2 separate regions of the Rattus norvegicus genome follow, and region 2 is linked to region 1. A link is a contact called in public Hi-C data. All regions are on one chromosome and are shown on one strand. Each heading gives the region's core, a stretch centred on a gene start, on an enhancer-like site or on the middle of the called end of the contact. The rest is flanking DNA. Distances are from core to core; before and after follow the strand shown. Region 1 has its middle 35 kb from the start of Etv4. Region 2 overlaps LOC102546446 (a long non-coding RNA gene).

Region 1 (3,871 bases), core at 233-2,732:
GAGCAGTGTCAGGAAGATTTTTCAGTTTCACAGCAATCTCATCCCTGTAGCTATGAGCATCTGGGCAAGTCACTTCCCTTTCATGGACGTTCGTTTCCTTTTGTAAAATGAAGGTCGGTATCGTCTTTTTCACAGAGTTGCTTTAGGGTCACACTCAGCGCGGCATGGGCAGTAGAGCAAGTGTAGCAGTGGGCACTTGGAAGGAGATAAAGTCTCGGAGGTGGGGAGGTGGACAGTTGGTACAGTGCTTGCCACACAAACATGGGGGCCTCAGTTTGAGCCCCAGCACCTGTGTCAAAACACTGGCTGCAGCGGACTCTTTGCACCTGTAACCCCAGCACCAGGGAGGGGGGAAAGGGTCACTTGGGGGTCACTAGCCAGCCCTCCTAGCCCAGTCAGTGACCTCCAAGTTCAGTGAGAGACCCTGTCAAAAAACAAAACAAAACAAAAAACCAAACCAAACCAATCAATCAAACAAACAAAAACACCCAGGGTGGACAGCTCTCGAGGAAAGACACTGGAAGTTGACCTCTGGCCTCCACACACATGGGCACATGCGTATCACAAAAGGGATAGGGGTTTTAGAATCACGTTTGCCTGTTTGTTTATTTGTGTACGTGTATGAAAGTGGGTGTGGGTTTGGATGCACGAGTCCTAGCAATCATGTGGAGGTCAGAGGACAACTTGTCAGCTCTCTCTTACTATGTAGGTTTCTCAGCCAGAACCCAGGTTGTCCTGCTTGGCTGTAAGTGACTTTACCCACTGAGTCATCTCACCAGCCCCAAAGACAGTATTCTATTTGCAAAAATAGACGCAAGGTGCTGTAAATAGTTAGCACTTTCTTTGGGTGGTGGTGGTGCTGGGGGTGCAATGATCCGGGACGGAAGGTCTCAAACATACCAAGGCCACCACTCTTCCACAGAGCCACAACACCAGCCAGAGAGTGATTTAAAACAAAAACAAAATAAAGCAAAAACTTAGGGCTGGAGAGACGGCTGCTCTTTCAGAGACGTTTCTAGGTTCTGCATACAGGATCTGGATACAGTTCCTAGGCCATCTCTCTCCTTCCCGTCTCCAGCTCCAGGGCATCTGATGCCTCCAGCCTCTACAGGCACATGCATGTGCACATACCCACACACAAACATATATAATTAAGATAAGATAAAAATTTAATAACGTTATTAACAACAATAAAAACCTAGAGTCACTTCGCTGGTAGAGAAGTGAACGCCCACTCGACCCAGAAGTCGCCACTGTAGTGGAGTGTTGCTGCCACCAGGTGGCAGTGTTGGCAAGCACACAGCTTCTTTAGGGGCTGCCAGGCACGAAGAGGAAGAGTTTTATTCCAGTTTAAACTTTTATTTAGAATGTAGATACCTTAACAGACCACCTAACCCCACGTGCCTTCACCTCAGGGGATAGAGGGCGAGAGACGGGGGAAGAACTCTGCCCAAGATCACAGCATGCCAGCATGGCGGCAGTTGGGGCGCCGATCTTCTAGTTGGGAGCAGGGCAGGGCAGGCTCCGGCAGGGCAGGACAGGGCCGGATAGATAACAGGAACTTGAGAACTCCAGGTCCAATCTTAGTATCTCAGTTTTCAGAGAAGCACGTGGGGTCCCCCAAAGGCTCATAAACCCCATTACCTGGGGAAAGCTGCCCCGGAGTACACAGAAGCCGAACTGTAAAGCCTGTACCTCAGTTATGGCTTGTTCGTCAGCTAGCGTCACAGGTTATGAGAAACCGTACCATCCCCAACCTCAGGGACTCAAGGAGCAGCTCCCATATCAGCTCTGTCTCTCTGTCTCTCTGTCCCCAGTGTCTCATGCACCCTCCTGCCTCCACCTCCAAATTTGAGAATTCCAGGCAAGCACCACTATGCCCGACTTTGTACTCAAAACTAGGGTTTCTTTCAGGCTACCAAGCACTTTACCAACGGAACTATGTCCCCAGCCCTTTCTTTTTATACTTTTTATGAGACAGGGTTTCACTATATATCTTAGACTGTCCTGGAAGTCACTGTGTAGACCAGGTAGCCTCAGTTCATAGCAATCCTCCTGCCTCAGGCTTCGTAGTGCTCGTGTAGCATGTGAGCTACTACTTCGGGTTGGCGTTTTCAGACAAGGGTCTGTTGGGTGTGTTGTTCTTTTGTAGGATGGATGACAAGAACCTCTGTTTCTTGGGACTGTGAGCTGGCTTAGCCATTAAAGGTGCTTCCGGCTAAGCCTGACACCCAAGTTTGATCCTAGGCACCCACATCATGGAAGGAGAGAATTAGCTCCGGCAAGATGTTCTGTGGCCTCCTCAACTTCATATGCGCCCTCCATATGCAGAATAAATTAAAATATAATTTAAAAAAGAAGGCTCTTTGGCGCCCTAACCGTTCACCTTCACTGGGTCATATTGGTACACGTGACTATACCCAGTTCAGCTGAGACCTCTGGGGCCTAGGGAGGGAAGCAGCTCACCTTGGGTCACACAGTATTTGCTGAATCTGAGCTTTTTGCTCTTTGGGAGCTGGTCGTGTTGGGTGGGAGAAGACGGAGGTGACCCACCTCCGTGGTTTGTAACCTCTGAAGGGTCCTTTGTCCTACATGGGAGAGTGGTTCAGGAACAGCATGCTCTGCGCAGACGCAGAACCTCCTTGCCCCCGCTCCCCCACTGCAGCTCCCCATGAGTTCCTTTCCAGAGCACTCACTGAGTAGGTTGCTAGTGGAAATGTGGTTTTCAAATTTGGGAAATCTCCATTAAGTCCTTTTATTTAAGGAGGATGTCATTATCACGCCTCCCCGAGGACTATTACGGTTCTATTAGGCAAGGCCGCAGACTTCCTAGGTACTGTCTGGGGTCTGATTCCTGGGCAGGAAAATACGAGACAGGAAGAAGGGGGGCAGGGAGCGGGAGAGAGAAAACGGGATGCGGAGCAGGCAGGAGGGAGGAGAGGAGAGGGGTGAAGAATCAGAGAATGCAAGAGGGAGCCTGGAAGGCGAGAGATGAGCGCGCCCCCTAGTGGTGGAGGGAGCGCGGGGAGTCCCGGAGCCAAGTGGCCACCTGCTCCTCTTTGAGGTTCAAAATGAAACCGCAGAAAAGCTGTCTGGATCCTACTCGCTGCACAGTCAGGGAGGGGCCGCAGGGGAGTCCCCGTGCCCTCGAGCTGCTGCCCACCCTCGGAGTCTTGGTTCAGATCTTGGAGGGGCTTAATTTAGGATGTCCAGCGACAAAGTTAACTAAAGAAGGCAGTTCTGGAAACCAGACCTGGGCTCCGTGGCACTGGCCTTCCTGACCGCTCTGAGACATCTTTGCCCTGGAGGCTTGACACTTCCCTCTGCTCTGTGCTGTGTCCTTGTCACCTGGTAGGTCCTCAGGGCGCGTTTGCATTCCGAAGCCTGAGAGAGATGGGAAAATGGTTCCTCTGACGCTTCTTGTCCCTTGTACTCAGAGCTAAGTCATATGGTTTGAATTGCTCTCAGCAAAGCTTGCTGACCCTCGATGTCTTCCGATTATCCTACTGAGGACCCCCATCTCCACCCCCAACCCACCTCCTGGGTAGAGTTTAGGGAGGGTCAGGAGCCACATGGCAAGCATCTAACACTCATTTGACTAAATGGGAAAGAGGAAAATATATTTCCCTCCAGGGACCCGTGTGTTAGGGGTTACCAGCCCAGGCTGGAAACATTCACCTCCAAGCAGGAAGGCTGCTACTTGGAGGAGAACATCCGGACTGGACAATTCCCTGCTTGTGGGTCCCACGGGTGTAGGCAACCTCCTTCCGGTGATCCCCTGTCTGTTGAGAGTTGCCTTGGATCCTGAGCCCGAGGCCAGGACCCCCTCTTTGCACTCTCCTTACCCTGTGAGAGCTAGCCCTGTGCCCCT
Region 2 (4,101 bases), core at 774-3,273, 39 kb after region 1:
TATCTGTGTGTGTGTGTGTATGTGCATGCAGGCACACACAGGCACCATGCTGCACACGCGGAGGTCAAGGATAACTAGTGGGAGATGATTCTCCTCTTCTGGCATGTAGATGCGAGGACTCAAACACAGTTTGGCAGTGCCTTTACTCACCAAGCCATTTCACTGGCCTTTATCTTTTGTTTTGAGGCTGAGTCTCTCACTGGCCCGGGTTCGTTGATTTGAGTAGGATAGTTGGCCAGTGATCTCCAGGGATCCATCCATCTCCACCTCCCTAGTGCGGAGACCATGACTTCATACCACACACCCAGCGTTTTCTTGGGTTACATAGCCCCCGGGGGCCAGGCAGATGCCGAGATCACAGGTGTGCACCTCCATGGCCTGCTCACAGTTCCTTAATTACATAGTACCCTTTGCTTCTGCAAGAAGGGAGAGAGGAAGGAAATGTTAAATGAGCACCTACTGAGTGCCAAGTATTTCCCTCATTTTCTTTCTAATGTAGCTGTGAGATAACATGGCCAGTGGTGAGCATTTGGTCAGAGACACAAGAAGACAGAAGGATCAAATGGGGATGGGCTCAGATGGCTGGGGAGGAGGTGATAAAGCGGATAAAGGTTCTGCTCTGACTAAGGACTTGGGAGCCCAAGCATGAAACCTTTCTTCCACACTATGCCTGCTGGAAACACCTACATCCCCTCGAGCGATGAGCTCACCCGTCTTTGGCGCTGACCGCCGCCTCTCTGCTCAGTCCAGGCTGGGCCAAGCTACCATTCCTACAGGAGGAATATAGCAATAACAGCAATCTCGTTTTTCTTCTTAAAATAATACCGTGTGTTCTGCCAACAAGCAGGGAGCTGCCAACGAGCAGGAACAGTTGTGGGAAGTCTGTTCCCTGGGCCAAAGCAGCCAACAAAGGCAGCCCTCAGAGGACCTCGAACTCCTGACTGCAGATCTCATCTTTCCTGTCCCTGAGGGAGGGGTGCTCACCTTCAAATCCCCATCCCTACCTCTCCAGGGAAGGGGATGCTGTGGCCAGGACCCCATTCTCTGCTCACTGGTGCTTCTCTTTCTCTAGAACCCAGAGAAACATCCGTGAGGAAAGGATTAGGGGAGCAGGAAGAGTTTAATCCCCCCCTCTTTTTCTCTCCTTCCCTTCCCCCTTCCTTCTCTCTCCCTTTCTTTTTTTTCCCTCCAACAAGCCCACCCCCAATCCCTTTAAAAAAAAAAGTCCTCATTTGCTTAAAGGTCTAAGTGCCTGGAAATTTCTTCTCTGTGCGAACATTACCCACTTCCTGGCTGGAGGGACGGAAGGACTCGGAGAATTCGAAGGATATTAACCAGATTCATAATGGACCCAGCAGTATAAACATGTCTCAAGTGCAGACAGAAATGCCACAAGCCCCTACTCCGCTTAATGTAAAACATACACCCGTTGTGTCTGCGTTCCCACTTCACAAATAAACAAGGTGGAGAGATGGACTCAGAAAGTCTCCCCGGAGAGCCAGGTGCCTCTGTTCATGGCAATTTGGAGGCTTCCAATGCCCACAAATAAGCCAGAAAAGAACACTTAATGTAGCACTGCAGACCCCTGCCAAGAGTCAAGCAAACAGAAGCCTTGGACAAATGGTCGGCAGCTGGTCCCAACCTTCATAGCGATGGCTCAAGTGGCAAAGTGGGGTCTGGGGATCCCTTGGAGGAAGTTGGTGAAATGTGCCCAAAAAGCAGGGCCTGTAGAGGGTGGTGAATTTAGCTTCGAGCCTTGAGATTTTCCTCCTTGGCTACCGCAATGGCTTCCAGGCGTATTCTATCCCTCCATGCATAGCTGGGTTCTTATCTCCGAAATGGGGACGGCCATCCCAGTCCTGTGGATGTCACAGCAGGATCTCAAGGGCGCCAGGGGGCAGGTACATCCATGTCCTGGAAGAGAAATGACCATTCCTGATTGAGTTGTTTGTCTTTGTCTCCTGCCATGGATCTCTGCAAATCTAAACCCAGAGGGACCTTGTTCCCATCACAAAGTCTAAACATGTTGAAACAGTGCCATGGGCTCAAAGGCCAGGAGTGTGGGGAGCACCAGAGTGGGCTGTGAGCTGCTCAGGTAGACCTGGAGGTTCTGTCAGTGGGGCTGCCTGGTCACTACTGCAGGGGTAGGGTAGAGGTGGGGTTGGGAGGAGGGGGAGGAAGAGAGGTTCCAGGTGGAGGATGGGCTTAGCCTAGACTTCCTGTGTCCTGCTGTGTGCTGTGAGTCAAATTCTTTAGCCCTCCTGAACCCCAGGTTTCTTAGTAGCTGAATAGGGAGCAACACTTCCCTTGAGGAAGAATTTGGAGGCTGAGGGAATAGTTTAGTGGATAAAATGCCTGCAGGGCAAACAGGAGGACTGAGCTCAGATCTCCAGGCCCATCTTAAGAACTGGGTATGAGGGCAGCATCTATAATCACCTGGGATGGGAGCAGAGAATGGAGCCAGGAAGGTCATTGGCCAGGCAGTTTGGGTGAGTCAACGAGCTACAGGTGAAGAGAGATGCTGTTTTTAAAAAAGTAAAAAGTGGGGGCTGGGGATTTAGCTCAGTGGTAGAGCGCTTACCTAGGAAGCGCAAGGCCCTGGGTTCCGTCCCCAGCTCTGAAAAAAAGAACCAAAAAAAAAAAAAAAAAAAAAAGTAAAAAGTGCAGAATGAAGTAAAAAGTGCAGAATGATGGAAGATACCCAATGTCAATCTCTGGCCTCCATGTACACACACATGCACACACACAACACACACATGCACACATACAACACACATGCACAAATTACAACATACACAATGAATACATATATAACACACATGCACACATATAGCACACACATGCACAGATTACAACACACATTCGTACACATAGAACAATGCATATGTGCCCACATACCGCACACATGGTACACATACAACATATGCACATCTACACTGCGCACATGTACACATGCAGTGCACACATGCAACACGCACATGCACACATACAACACACAATGCACACATATACACTCATTCACACACACAGCACACACATGCACACATATAACACACACATGCAGACAAACAACGCACACACATAACACACACATACAGGCAAACAACACACACATGCACACATACAACACACACACACCACAGGATTTGAGCTTCCAATGGTATCATCTTTCTATGTGCTTAGGGCTGTATTGAGCAGCAGGTAGTCAGCCATGTCTGCTGCTGAGTTTGTCAGGTAAACTCTGATCGTCGACAGCAAGAGAACACTAGAGATGACCAGAGGACAACAGTGAGGCTCATGGGTAGACACCATCTGACAAAAACTATCCATAGTCAACTAGAATTTATTTATTTATTTATTTGTTTGTTTGTTTGTTTATTTATTTATTTATTTATTTATTTTTGGTTCTTTTTTCCGGAGCTGGGGACCGAACCCAGGGCCTTGCGCTTCCTAGGCAAGTGCTCTACCACTGAGCTAAGTCCCCAGCCCCTTATTTTTTATTTAAACATTTATATTTATTCATTTGTGTGTGTGTGTGTGTGTGTGTGTGTGTGTGTGTGTGTGTGTGTTGAGGTGGTGTTTAAGTATGCTACAGTGTGCATGTAGATGTCAGAGGATACCTTTCAGGGGCCGTTCTTGCCTTCCACTTCATTGGGTAAGGTCTCTCTTGTTTTTGCCACTGTGCAGAGTACTCTAGGCTAGCCGGTCAGAAAGCTCCCAGACCACTACCTCCTCCCACTACCTCCCATTCAGGTAACAGAAGACTAAGATGAATGCCACCACACCCCACTTTTTTTTTTTTTTATGTGAGTTTCAGGGATTGAACTCAGGCTTACATGGCGTGGAGGTTTGAATGAGAAATATTCCCAATAGGCTTGGGTATTGAGCACTTGGTCCCCAGCTGGTGGCACTGTCTTGGGAAGAGGTGTGCCCTTGTTAGAAGAAGTATATCTTTGGAGCAGGCCTTGAGAGTTCATAGCCTTGCCCCATGCATTAGTGTCTCCCTAAGGGAACAGAACTGATAGGATGAACTAAAAGACAGTGCTGGGGTCCTTGGAAGTCCTGGAGAGCTCCTGGTCTTCCGTCCTCATTGGCGTCCCG

Evidence for each region. Hi-C and Micro-C count contacts between places; a contact is called where the count stands out from the background.
Region 2: a contact with region 1 is called in a Hi-C map of liver, with 5 times the contacts expected there. The contact joins two enhancer-like sites. A contact is called at or near these places in 5 of 12 Hi-C or Micro-C datasets (the Rat2 cell line, kidney, liver and 2 more).

The regions. Positions count from the first base shown.
Region 1 is chr10:87,254,894-87,258,764 of GRCr8, forward strand. No RefSeq gene overlaps it. Among named protein-coding and RNA genes, the nearest start is that of Etv4, 35 kb to the left of the region's middle. Within about 2 kb of position 1,483, at least 7 of the 93 cell types and tissues checked have an H3K27ac peak or open chromatin away from gene starts, as enhancers often do. A contact at or near this core is called in liver, where this site is marked.
Region 2 is chr10:87,293,083-87,297,183 of GRCr8, forward strand. LOC102546446 (a long non-coding RNA gene) reads right to left here. Exons shown (of 3, transcript XR_010055459.1): 3 at 1,625-1,914. Among named protein-coding and RNA genes, the nearest start is that of Meox1, 43 kb to the right of the region's middle. Within about 2 kb of position 2,024, at least 4 of the 93 cell types and tissues checked have an H3K27ac peak or open chromatin away from gene starts, as enhancers often do. A contact at or near this core is called in liver, where this site is marked.